Linked DNA regions of Zea mays: regions 1 and 2 are each linked to region 3. A link is a contact called in public Hi-C data. All regions are on one chromosome and are shown on one strand. The core of a region is the stretch at or near the end of the contact, and the rest is flanking DNA. Distances in the headings are between cores, read along the strand shown.

Region 1 (4,218 bases), core at 197-2,696, 690 kb after region 3:
TGCTACTTATGGAATGATAGAGGAATTGATACTAGTACATGATTTATTAAGAAACATATATTTTTCAAATTAATATACAAATAACAAAGTAATAATGGGAGTTAATGACTCAGATTTAAAATTGACTTATAAAATTTTGAATTATAATAGTAGGGAGTTCTTCTATTTAATTAGGGCATGTACAGTGGTGTTTAATGTGGAGGCTCTTAAGGTGTTTTAAGGGGATATTTGCAAAAAAAATCTTAGAGCCGTCTCTCCGTGAAGAGACGCCTCTGGCTCGTAAACAAGTAGCAACAGACGCATCACTTCCCACTGTACGAATTTGTCGTCTGTTCTATCGATCTGATGCTGTACAAATGCATTTAATTCTGTATTTATTAACAGACTACATTTATAGACACTACATTATATAATAGAGTCTCTTAGGTGTCTCTTGTGCTTGGACAACCATTTTGATGTCTCTTCACTGTACATGCCCTTACTATGAATGCTTCTTTCACTAATATTACATGTGGGACAATTTTCCCCTCCTCAGCAGACACTATGTGCGGGCCCTAGGTGTCAGCCTCCCACTCGCGCTTCGCATTATCAAGCACCAGCTCATTGGCATGTGGGCGGTGGGCCATGGCCACTGTTTATCTTCTCACCCGGGCTACCGCCGCGGTCGGTTGGTTGAAACCGCCCAACGATATGTGTGGGCCAACTGGCTGACCCGAGCTTCGTGACCATGGGAAGGGTCCCCAGACCCCGTGCTTATGCTCTCACCTGAATCCACCCCACCGTGAATGCTTGTCGCGAGCATAGAAGAGAGGGAAGGGCGGCCGCCGTGGAGATTCACCACCGTCGTTGTCGCTCCCTCTACGAATAAGCCAGGAAGACTGCCAAGTCCCGTGGTACCTGTGCGAGGTATCTGCGAGCATTGGGGACCTCGGAGCTCTGTGTAATTCCTCGCCGGAGGATGCCACCGCCTTAGGATCTGCGCCACGCCGTGGCCAAGCGCCTCCGCAAGCCCAGGTACTGATAACGCCCTCAGCCTGAGTTTGCCTCGTTGTTGCCTTTGTTCTCATCGGCATTGGTCGGGTTAGACCGTATCAATGTCGTTAATCGCTCGCCGGAGTCGGGTCGGGGTCACGGATCCGTGGGGCGGCGTGGACACCACCTGTTGCGTGCCCATTGCTAGTTAGGGCCTCGTTTTGTTCTCCTTCGCCTTCACTACGTGTAACACCTGCCGAATCAAAGTTTTAGCGACCACCAGCGAGTGTGGCAAGGTCCGACGATGTCGCCGCCGTGGGTAGCAAGCGGTGCGGCTGCATGGGTGTTTACCAAGCGAAAAGGAGCACGGGACCGTTGATCTAATAACCAATGAGTCAGATTAGATGGGGGAAGGCGAGGAACGTCCGATCGGGATCGGACGGATTAGGCTTAAGTCGTACTTCGTTAAACCATGACCATGGATCTTGGATCGGAGGGTCATGAGTGAGTACCGGTTCTACAAAATTGAGGATCTAATCTGGGTCATGTAATTTTTATCGGCCGGCTCTCAAATCTGCGTAGTGCGTACCCCTTCGATCGCGTAACACTTGCTAATGAGTCCCTAGACTTATCGATAATCAACCCGGCGTCCAGGTTCTGTAAGGATCAGTTATTAGAGGTCTCTAGATTTTTGTAAACCAACCCCTAGGTTTCCTAGGACTCTACACCGCCGTCCGTTTCCAGATAAAAGAAATAAGTAAATAGGGTTGATAATCATTTATATTATAAAAATAATTCTAGAACATCAGAAAATCAATAACTTCGTCGTTTTAACTCCAATTTAACTTGTTCCAGTTGTGTTGGTCTCATATTAATATTGTCTACACTTTAGTAACCTTATTTTACCTTGTTACGCATAATTTGTGAATCCATGGATATCAAAACAATTTGCCTAAACACCCAAATCTTTCGAAAACCATATCTTATTCATTTTAACTCTGAATTTAGCCGTTCTCGAACCTACGATCTCGTAGAGACGCGTAAGACATTATTACACAATTTGTTCTCATGTTTGGTGTGATGTTAATTTCTCCTATGCACATTGCTTGTATGTATTGTTGTGAGTAGACAAGAAGTGACCGAGGAGCTCGGAGCATAGCAGGTGGAAAATACTGAGTAGCAGCTTGTTGACGCCAAGTTGTGCCCTTGATCACTCTTCTTTATCCAATAATGTTCTTCTTAATTACCATGTTAGGCTCATGTTAACTTGATGGGACCTAATAGATCACCCTAGTTTGATTTACTTTACACCTTTCTAACCACTGAACTTTTGTGTAGTATTTGCTATTGCTCTATGTGGTTTTGGGTGTTAAGATACAGATGATTCATGATCATGCTTTACTATTGTTATTTAATTATTTAATGTTCATGATAAGATTATGGTGTTAACTAGAACATGGAGCTTAACATGGGATAACCGTGCTACCATAATGGTGGAATCGGACCCCCTTAGCTGACTAATTAGGAAAGCTAGTGTGAGTTAATCCTTTCCCGAAAGGGGCAAGTAGGGTGGAGGATGCAGGTGTAGGGAGGTCCCCGGGTCAAACTATCTTTTTAGATTTTTGGACGAGGTATTCCTATATCGCTTTCGGCACAGAAACTGTAGCGGGTTCTCTCCTCTAGTGGAAATTTGTAAAAGCCTCGCAGTGTACCCTCGCCTACTCACCTCGGCAGTGTTTAAGGATCTGATCAACCTGAGGTGACAAAGGGAACACGTCTTGTGGGTAATGATATGCAACCTTTGCAGAGTGTAAAACTGGTATATCAGTTGTTCTCACGGTCAAGAGCAACGCAGGACTCTCGCATGATTAACTTATAGAATTAAACGTAATATGTCATTTATTTGCATTGCATTGTGGGTTTTATTATACTTAATGATCTCTTATTTTATTGGGCTAGTATACACTTGTACCTAGTAATTGCTATTAAAATTTGACCACTTTATTACAAGCAATGCTCAGCTATAACCATTATTTGTTGATCAGCCTTACACTATACATGAGCCCCCTCCATAAGTGAGCTCATTCACATTATTCCCCACACTTGTTGAGCGATGAACTTTTGTGAGCTCACTCTTGCAATAAAACTCCCCCCATAGGTGAAGAGCAGGTGCCCCTCGAGGAGGAGTATTATGACGATTTCGACGAGGTCTAGGTGTCTTCTCCCAGTCAGCGTGATGGCATCGAGAATAATAATGATATTAGTTCATTTTATTCATTATCAGTTATTTTGTAAGACATTTAGTGATGTAATAAAGATTGTGACATTTGTCTCTATACACTGAGTCATTATATGTGTTGATCCTCTTTGGCGCACATATGAGACACACCCGGGTTTGCCCCTTAAATCCGGACGTGACAGAAGTGGTATCAGAGGGATGTTGACTGTAGGACGAAACTTAGATAGAATTGGACAAAACCCTTACCTACTTACCTTTACTCTGATTCTTTCTATACTTTTCTTGATATTGTCTCACCTTTTGGCTGTTCTACTCTAACTACTCTCACCTTTTTTTTACTCTAGAAGGACCGAAGGGATTCCACACCTTGGAATCACATATCTATGAATCCTTGAAGAGATAGGAGATCTACACAAAAAGAAAGAAAAAATATAATTTTGTAGATATTTAAGTGCTTGAATGTTTGTTCTTATGTTAATTGCTTGATTTGCTTCTTTGATTGAGTGAAATAGTATACTAGGGCATCCTAGCATGTACCACCATAGGGTAATGTATTAGTATTAGGTAGGTGACACTTTAATCTACTAAGCTATTGTGACCCAAAAGATCGTGACCTAAAAGTAGGGTGTTTCCTACTTATTTATCTTATCTACAAATCTATCTTACCCTATGTCTCTAACCTAGATGGTAAATACCAGGAAGGGAGCGGTGTTGATCTACCTGCGTGTATTCGCCGAAGGAGGGCAGTAGCTAAACTCTCACCTTTTTTACTCTAGAAGGACCGAAGGGATTCCACACCTTGGAATCACATATCTATGAATCCTTGAAGAGATAGGAGATATACACAAAAAGAAAGAAAAAAAATATAATTTTGTAGATATTTAAGTGCTTGAATGTTTGTTCTTATGTAAATTGCTTGATTTGCTTATTTGATTGAGTGAAATAGTATACTAGGGCATCCTAGCATGTACCACCATAGGGTAATGTATTAGTATTAGGTAGGTGAC
Region 2 (4,122 bases), core at 1,250-3,749, 550 kb after region 3:
GAACTAAATTGGACTCCAATGGCTTCGGGAGGAGAATGTCAATCCTGCCAGTTGAACTAATAACAGTATCAGAACCAGTTCGTACTGAAGTATCGCAGACAACCTCACCCCATACATACACATCCCCTAATGAATCACATTCATCTTGTGCAGAACCATGGCTAGATGTACTTGGGGCGCTAGAAATGCTTGCTCTGAGAACATCTGAAGATGGCCCCTTCATGAGCATATTGTTGCATCTGATCACAATGCAACCATAAAGTTAGGAGAATAGTACCAATGTGGAAACAGAATCACAACTGCCAGTGATGTAGTGCAACAATGCCGAGTTGATGATAAAGGTGCTAGAACAAAGTGGACATGACAAATACATACACATATTTAACAGATATGCATAAAAACACTGCAGAAGAGCAAATTAGAGAACAGGTAAAACTTTATGCAAGAGAAAAAGGGCAGAAAGGTATGTGCACTTGATGATTACAGCACTATATTGGGTGTAAATAAGGATAACAAGTTTTCCCAGCAATATTTAGGGGGGAAATCCAAAACCATTATCAAATATAAACTGAAAGATCGATTTAGAATCAATTAACAATTATTCTGGTCTTCTGGATAGGAGTTGATCAGGCTCACACCATTCAATACCAGAACATATTATGAACAGACCACATTTAAATTCTACATTTTGATTAGATAAATCTGGTAGTGCCTATGACTCCATCGAAACTGGCCAAATAAAAAACACCGAAAGTATAACTATTACCACTAGTTACTGGACAGAAACCATAACTACAAGCGGACAAGATTTTTGTAAAAGGGATAAGTCTGCTAAATTTTTCACCTATACCGTGATGAAAATAGCTTCTCTGATATTTAAATGAAGTCACTCCTTGTAAGCAGACTTGATGGGCATCAGACAAGTTTTTTTTCCTTCTTCACATTTTTGTATATAAAAATTTAGATGACCATACAACGTATGCCAACAGATGAATTTATGCTGGCAACTTGAAATACTCCACTACATCCTTTTATTACCCCCAGGAGAACCATAATCTACACACCAACGACAGCCTAATAAAATCATGAGGGTGTGGGCGAGTAGCAACATGCCAACCGTCAGCTTCACACTGGTTATCTGTGTGAGCACTTCTGATGGCATCGTCTATTGACATGTAAATTCACACCACCTGGTGCAAGCTAGAAAACAAGATGTTGCAAACAGAGAAAACATTCCTCAGCCAAGTAGCTTAGCAGCACATTACCATCACAGCTAAAATCAGTGGTGAAGACCGAGAAATGCAGACCCGAACTGCATTCAGGCAACTTTCGTCCCAATGTTACCAAACAAAATCGGTATCAGGGGTGGCTGCAGTATGCAACTTTCCTACTCAAATTGCCAAGAAACATCAACACCAAAACCGCAGGGACTAGAAATCCGGAAAAACTACAAACTAGATTCTTCCAGAAATGCGAGAAGGAGCCTACCAGCACCAACTGACTAGGATGCGCAGAAAACACCAAAAAGAACCAAACTTTGCGCATGAACGAGAAAGGTTCGCGTACCATCACAGCTAAAATCAGTCGTGAAGACCGAGAAATGCAGACCCGAACTTAATTCAGGCAACTTTCGTCCCAACGTTGCAAACCAAATCGGTATCAGCGTGGCTGCAATATGCAACTTTCCTACTCAAATTGCCAAGGAACGTCAACACCAGAACCGCCGGGACTAGAAATCCGGAAAATTTACTAAGTAGATTCTTCCAGAAATGCGAGGAGCCTGCCGGCACCAACTGACTAGTAGGATGCGCAGAAAAACAGCGAAAAGAACCAAACTTTGCGCAGGAACAAGAAAGATTCGCGTACCACAAGCTCCTGGTGGAGACCAAGCGTCAGCTCTCCACGCGCCGAAGGCAGGAAGAGCTCTCCTGCCCCTGACGGCTTCCGCACTCCCTACAAGATGGGATCCACCCGGCCTCCGGCCGGAGCGCCGCCGGCCGGAGCGCCGCCGGAAACTGGGAGGCCGCCGGCTGGCGTGCACCGAGGATGGATGGAATCAATGGGCTTGCCAGCTCGGCTCTTCCCTCTCTCGCTTTCTCACCTTCTGTGCTGTTGATCACGGCGGATGGGCTCCCCCTGTTTGTTCTTTCCCTCTCGTCTCGTCTCTCTCTCTCTCTCTCTCTCTCTCTACGGCCCCTCTTCCATTAGGCCCCGTTTCAATCTCATGAGCTAAACTTTAGCTTCGTGCTAAACTTTAGCTATATGAATTGAAGTGCTAAAGTTTAGTTTCAATTATCACCATTAGCTCTCATGTTTAGATTATAAATGGCTAAAAGTAGCTAAAAAATAGCTGTTAAAGTTTATCTCGCGAGATTGGAACAGGGCACCCTGTTCCTGCTGCTTTCTTTCTCTTTTCGGGCACTCCGGCTCACCCGGCGGTGATGTCTGTACTCATCTCCCCACATGGCCATGCCCACGCCCATCTTGTTTGTGCTCATGCTTTGGACTCTTCACTGGGCTTTAACTTGTTTTCTAAGTGCTTGCTTGACCGTATCTGCTGGCCTGGCTTGTGACTTCTTACAAGTAGCCAGCTAGTCTTGGGGAACAATTCGTTTTTTATGGTGTTGCTATGATCGACTTGCTCCTCCTGTAAATGGAATTTTATTCCTGCGACGGGCACTAGGTCATGGGTTTGATTACTGTTGCTCAGATCTGGATGGATGGTCTTCCTCGCTCGCTGACAGAGTGACAGGCAGACACATATGCTTCTTTCTTCTGGAAAACTGTTGCATATTTGTACTGTTAGTATTTGGCATGATGTCAGTCTAATAATGATAATATCAACTCCAAGAGACTCTCTGAATCCCATCTAATCGCCTACAAATAGAGATTTTAATTAAAAAATATCATAAAATATATTTTTTAATTAGTTATCTAAATATAACAATCTTGATTTTTTGCTAGCCAAAGATAGAATGGATAGAAAACAATAACGACTAGACTACGTAGATTATAAATAAGATATCGAAAAACTCTTAGAGAGTTCAAATATATAGAAAATGATTTTTATACAAATAATTCTCTATATAATAATTTAGAGTGAGCTTTCGAAAAACTCTGGGATATGCTCTAAGATCTAGCGGCCTCTTCTTAGTATGTGAATTTGGAAAGGGAAAAGAAGAAATGGTAGTGCCATGTACTACTAGCTAGCAGCAGGAGTTAGTGATTGGATAATTTTGTTGAAACATAGAAGGATTAACAAATGCTTAATTAGCTATCTGACGAGGTGGTGCTGCTTTTGAGAAGATCAAGTTGGGAGACAGGTTAACAGATTACAGGATTCTAGGTTGGAAATGCAGAGCAAGAAACTTTCACCAACTGGAGTGTATAGTACTCCTTGCCAAACTTGACATAGAAGCATGTCTGCATAGTATACCACAACAGAACATCTCGTGATCTCAACAGTGGATATCAAATAACTTCTCCTTACTGGAGCTTGCAATGAATCTTACTCATGATGCATTTTGTCTCCCTGCATAAAAAAGGCGAATGTTTGCAAGCATAAACTAGGCAACAAGGAAATATTTCTTATGTTAGCCTTTTTTCAGGTTTTTTCACATAATTAATATAAACATTGGCATGATTTGTTTTCTGCTGCCCAGTGCACAAACTACTCCCATCCATTGAACAGTTGCTTGATAGAATGCTATCATAATTGGTCATTTAGAGTTGATGGTGGTGCCGACATATTGAGTGCATATTGACACAATTAGTTGAATGATGATATGACAGTGAAGTAGTTCTGTACTAATTGCAACACAAGTAATGTAATGACATGACATCTAATCTAATCAAATAATTAAGGTTTAGTAGTACTACACTACACACAGCCACATTCCCGGATCCCAATGTGCATTACCCATGTAAGATGCATTTTGATGGGATATCTTCGTACCACCTCTCAATATGAGTCACATGACATGTGGGACCATACCCCCACAACATGCCATTTACTAACTTGGTGGTAAAAAATACACTTCAGCATGGAATGTATGCAAATTTCTCATTCTTAGTGAAACTGATGTTTATTTAGTGCACGCAAGTTGTATATATTCAACTGGA
Region 3 (3,977 bases), core at 1,180-3,679:
TTCAACTCCAGGATGACGTTCTCTTCTTTCATTTGGCTGAGCCACATAATCGGCATCTGACTTGGACAGAATGCGGGATACAATGTTATTCTGCTGAGAAGTGCCATCCAACTTGTTACCTACTAGTGCTCCGGCCGAAACTCCATGTCTGCAATGTGAGAATTAAGAAAGATGAGCTCTAACATGGATACCCAGGCAAAGAAGATCTCCAAATATAGTGCTGGAAGCAGATTCAGGTTGCAAATGACAAAAAAGACGTGTTGATCAAAGAATAGTCCAAGCAAGAGCTAGAAACACAAGCTGCCAAACACCACCTTTCTGATGATGCATGTATACAGTAGTATCATTCTACTCGATATGTTGGACCCTTGTATCTGTATTTCATGGTATCAGATGATATCAATTTGTGAACATACCACATATATCTTATCAGTGTTTAGTTTTTCGCAAGATTACATGTTTTAGTTCAGCATGATGATGAATCAGACAATCATTTCAGGGAGTTGGAAACCAGAAATTAGCTAAGTTTAACCCAAGGAACAAAAATTAATGGCAAGGACAAGTTTTTTACCTATACCCAAGGCCATCACTAGACCGTGGGCGTACTTCATTGGCTGGTCTATGCTGGCCCGCGGATTTGACATCTCGATCCACATCACTGCCTCTGCTGAGCATTGTTCCAACAGAGCGCTTACGCTTCATCTTTTTTTCCCACCCTTCACTGCCAGTAGATAGACCCCGCAATTTGTCATCAGAAAGGCCAGAAACTGTAGCAGATATTCTTGCGCTGCTCTTTTCCTTCTCTAGAGGTGAATTTTTCTCAGTACTAATCAAAGGGCCTTGCCTTGTAGGAACACTACCACGCCCTTCCACCTGAAACATGTATAAACAACAGAACCAAGTTTTTAAGTCAAGAAATGGTGACACAGGAAATTCATAATAAATGTGGAACCGTTATCATGGTACTATTTGTGATCGAAGTTGAGTTAGGAAGAACACATCATGCATGAAGCACATTAATTAGAAGGTTATCTATTTGAAGGTGAAGTAGCATTGAGACTAGGTCAACCAGAGTTGTAGTAGTTTCCAAATCCAAGAACAGTAAGACTAGGTACTGAGGATTGCGAATGACATGAGGGTGAGAAGAAAAGGCTATATGAGTTGAGTGCGGAAAATTCAACCAGGATCACGATTTTCCTACACTTGTCCTGTGTGCTCTTACTAATTGAAAAATGAGGTGGGAACAGGGTGGTTTGCACCGATACGCGACAAAAGAACATGAGTAGCTAGCAACATTTGCTTGGGTTTAATGAGCTGCAAAGACTGAAAAGGCACAACCTTTTCAACAACCGTGATCCCGATTCCAGAATCTGATAAGAGACTAGGCATTAACGAAACCATGAACATTTGGTTGTGGACAAAACAAACTAAGGAAAGTAATAGGAGATGCAGATGCTGTGAGCTGAGGCTAAGAGTGGGCCGGCACATGGGTCGGAGCACACGAACCCGGGCATCGGCGAGCGACGAGCGCACGCGCTTGCTAAGGACAGCAGAGTTGTTCTGTGCGCCCATCCTGAGCGCGCCGGAGGAGGAGGCGCCGGCAGGGCCCAGCTTGTCGGGCGCGGCCGACGCCTCTGTGGCGCGCTGGCGTTTGCGGGTGACAATGTTCTTGTACTTGTCGAGCTTCTGGATTGCCTCGTGCAGCGACCTGACCTTCTCCCTGCGGGGAGCCGGAAGGGGAGGGGGGCACGGAATTGAGCAGTCAGTCAGTCAGCGTCAGCAATGCGATATTAAGACAGAGGAGGGGGAAGGGAAGGGTACGCACTTGGCCTTGCCCGCGGAGTCCTGGACGCTGGCACGGATCCGCCTGAGCTCGTCGGCTTGGTCGTCGGAGGCGAGCGCCCGGCGGAGCTCGGGGTGGCGCCAGTGCGGCTGCTTGGGGTCGGAGCCCCAGGACGGGAGCGCATCCAGCGCGAGGAACTGCGAGAGGGGCGGCGTAGGCGTGGGCGGGGGCGCATGGGCGTCCCCCGGCCCCGCGCCCTCGCGGAAGGTCCCCGCCATGTGGGGGACCGGATTATTAGGGCTAGGGTCCTGTCCTCGTCGTCGCCGGCTCGGCTGGGCTATCTGAGCGCGGCAGCGACTCCGTGGGAGGGGAAGGAAGAAGGGTTCCGGCGGCCAATTGGGGGCGGAATTGCTCCCTCGGCGACTGCGGGGTAGTCTGCGTTGTTGCTGACGTCGTCGCGCTCGCGCGCTCGTGGAGAGGAAGCAAAAAGGGGAAGAAGAGGAGGGCGATTAGATGAGCGAGACGGAAGAGGAAAGGGGAAATTGGAGTCTACTTTTCGCCGCCAGATTGGTCAACGCAGCCTGTGATTGGCCCAATTTGGTAATAATCCTAATAGTGCCTGATGCCTCTCTCCCGTGTTCGTTTCGGAGCTCCATGCTGCTGCAGCTGCTTGGTTTTCTCGGTAATCACACATAGTTAGAGTATCAAAAGTTATAAGTATCAAAAGTTATAAAAACATATTCCCCGAGTTAAAATTAGTTTTAATTAATTAATAGTTTCATACAATACTTTATGTGATTTATATATGTGTTTAGGTTCATCTTCGTTCAAGAGTGAACCCACCGGTCCGGGTGGGCTCTGGCACACCCTAAGTCAGACTCACCGGGGACCCCACTCGACCATCCCGTTCGGCCGACGGTCGTTCTAACTTCCGTTTCCGATCGTTCGGCTTCCCAAAGACGGCTGTTCTTGGGTCCGAGACGGCGAGACGAGAGCGGAGAGAACAGAGTCACAGCTGCCGACCACACCCTGCATCTGTGCAGCCCTGCTGCTGATTGCCGCCAACCAGTGGCGGACCTATAATTTTGGCCAAGAGTATGCCATTATAATTACACTATTCATTCTAACTCATATATAATTCAGTAAATATCTTAAAATGCACCATAAAATTTGAAAACAAAGATAAAAACAAAATGATGCATCATAAAACTTAATAATTAACAGGAAATTTTGAACTAGATTACACTAGAGCCCAAACATATGAAATACGAAATTTGCAAGAAACAATGTTTGAAAGATAATTACCATACTATTTGTTTGGACGGCGCTTTCTAAAAGCCATAAAGGTCTCAATTATATCATCTTCATCGCCTTTGAAGAAAAGATCTCGTTCGATGAATGTGACTAGACAATCGTCCAAAAGACTATCACCCATCTTATTTCTTAACTTAGTTTTGACCAAAGACATTGCAGAAAATGCCCTCTCAACACTTGTTGTTACCACCGGCAGAAGTAATATCAATTTGAGAAGCAAGAAAACCATATTGAACACGATATGCCTCTTTTTTCAACAAGCTTAACTGATATGTCAACAAGGCAATGAAGGCCTTTGAAGTTATCATCTTGCCTCATTGCATCAATATAATTATTAAGCTGCAACTCAAGTTTCAGCAAATCATTCCCAAATATGTCATTAGGGTAAAATTCAGCTAGTCTTCGTATCTTCTGCGCATCAAAGGAAGCAAATAAATCAGAAGGATCTAAGGCTGACATACAAGAAAGCAACTCCATATTGACCTCATCGAACCGGTTATCAAGCTCTTGACTAATTTGATCAATGACACCAATATATATTTCACTTCTGAAGTGATCATCATTTGTTTGGTTTCGAGTGTATCGTGCTGATTTTCCATAAGGCACGTAATTATCCTCCATAGCAGGAACTTGGACGCCATATTGATTGCAAAACAAAGTAACACTTTGTAGGAATTGATCCCAACCATTAGACCTCAATTCTTGCATTCTGCTCTTTGCCACATTAACAAGTGAGATTGCATTGATGATATCTTGCTCCCTTCTTTGCAAACACTCAGATAATTCATTTGTGTATCCAAGAATAACAAACATTAATTGTGAAAAGAAAACAAACTCAAAGGACTCAAATGCTCCAAGAACAAAATGAATTTTTGTCCAA

The links. A called contact is a pair of places that touch in the nucleus more often than the background predicts.
Region 1: a contact with region 3 is called in a Hi-C map of ear, with 2.6 times the contacts expected there. The contact joins the enhancer-like site here to the promoter of LOC103629278 in region 3. A contact is called at or near these places in 2 of 25 Hi-C or Micro-C datasets (ear and tassel).
Region 2: a contact with region 3 is called in a Hi-C map of ear, with 3 times the contacts expected there. The contact joins the promoter of LOC100381412 here to the promoter of LOC103629278 in region 3. A contact is called at or near these places in 3 of 25 Hi-C or Micro-C datasets (ear, leaf and tassel).

What each region holds. Positions count from the first base shown.
Region 1 is chr6:49,379,784-49,384,001 of Zm-B73-REFERENCE-NAM-5.0, reverse strand. No RefSeq gene overlaps it. Among protein-coding and RNA genes, the nearest start is that of LOC103629276, 89 kb to the right of the region's middle. Within about 2 kb of position 1,446, at least 17 of the 20 cell types and tissues checked have an H3K27ac peak or open chromatin away from gene starts, as enhancers often do. A contact at or near this core is called in ear and tassel, where this site is marked.
Region 2 is chr6:49,519,617-49,523,738 of Zm-B73-REFERENCE-NAM-5.0, reverse strand. It overlaps LOC100381412, which reads right to left and starts at 2,499. Exons shown (of 5, transcript NM_001361425.1): 1 at 1,867-2,499; 2 at 1-239. The coding sequence starts at 229.
Region 3 is chr6:50,067,021-50,070,997 of Zm-B73-REFERENCE-NAM-5.0, reverse strand. It overlaps LOC103629278, which reads right to left and starts at 2,429. Exons shown (of 16, transcript XM_008650455.3): 1 at 1,826-2,429; 2 at 1,507-1,720; 3 at 572-873; 4 at 1-148. The coding sequence starts at 2,061.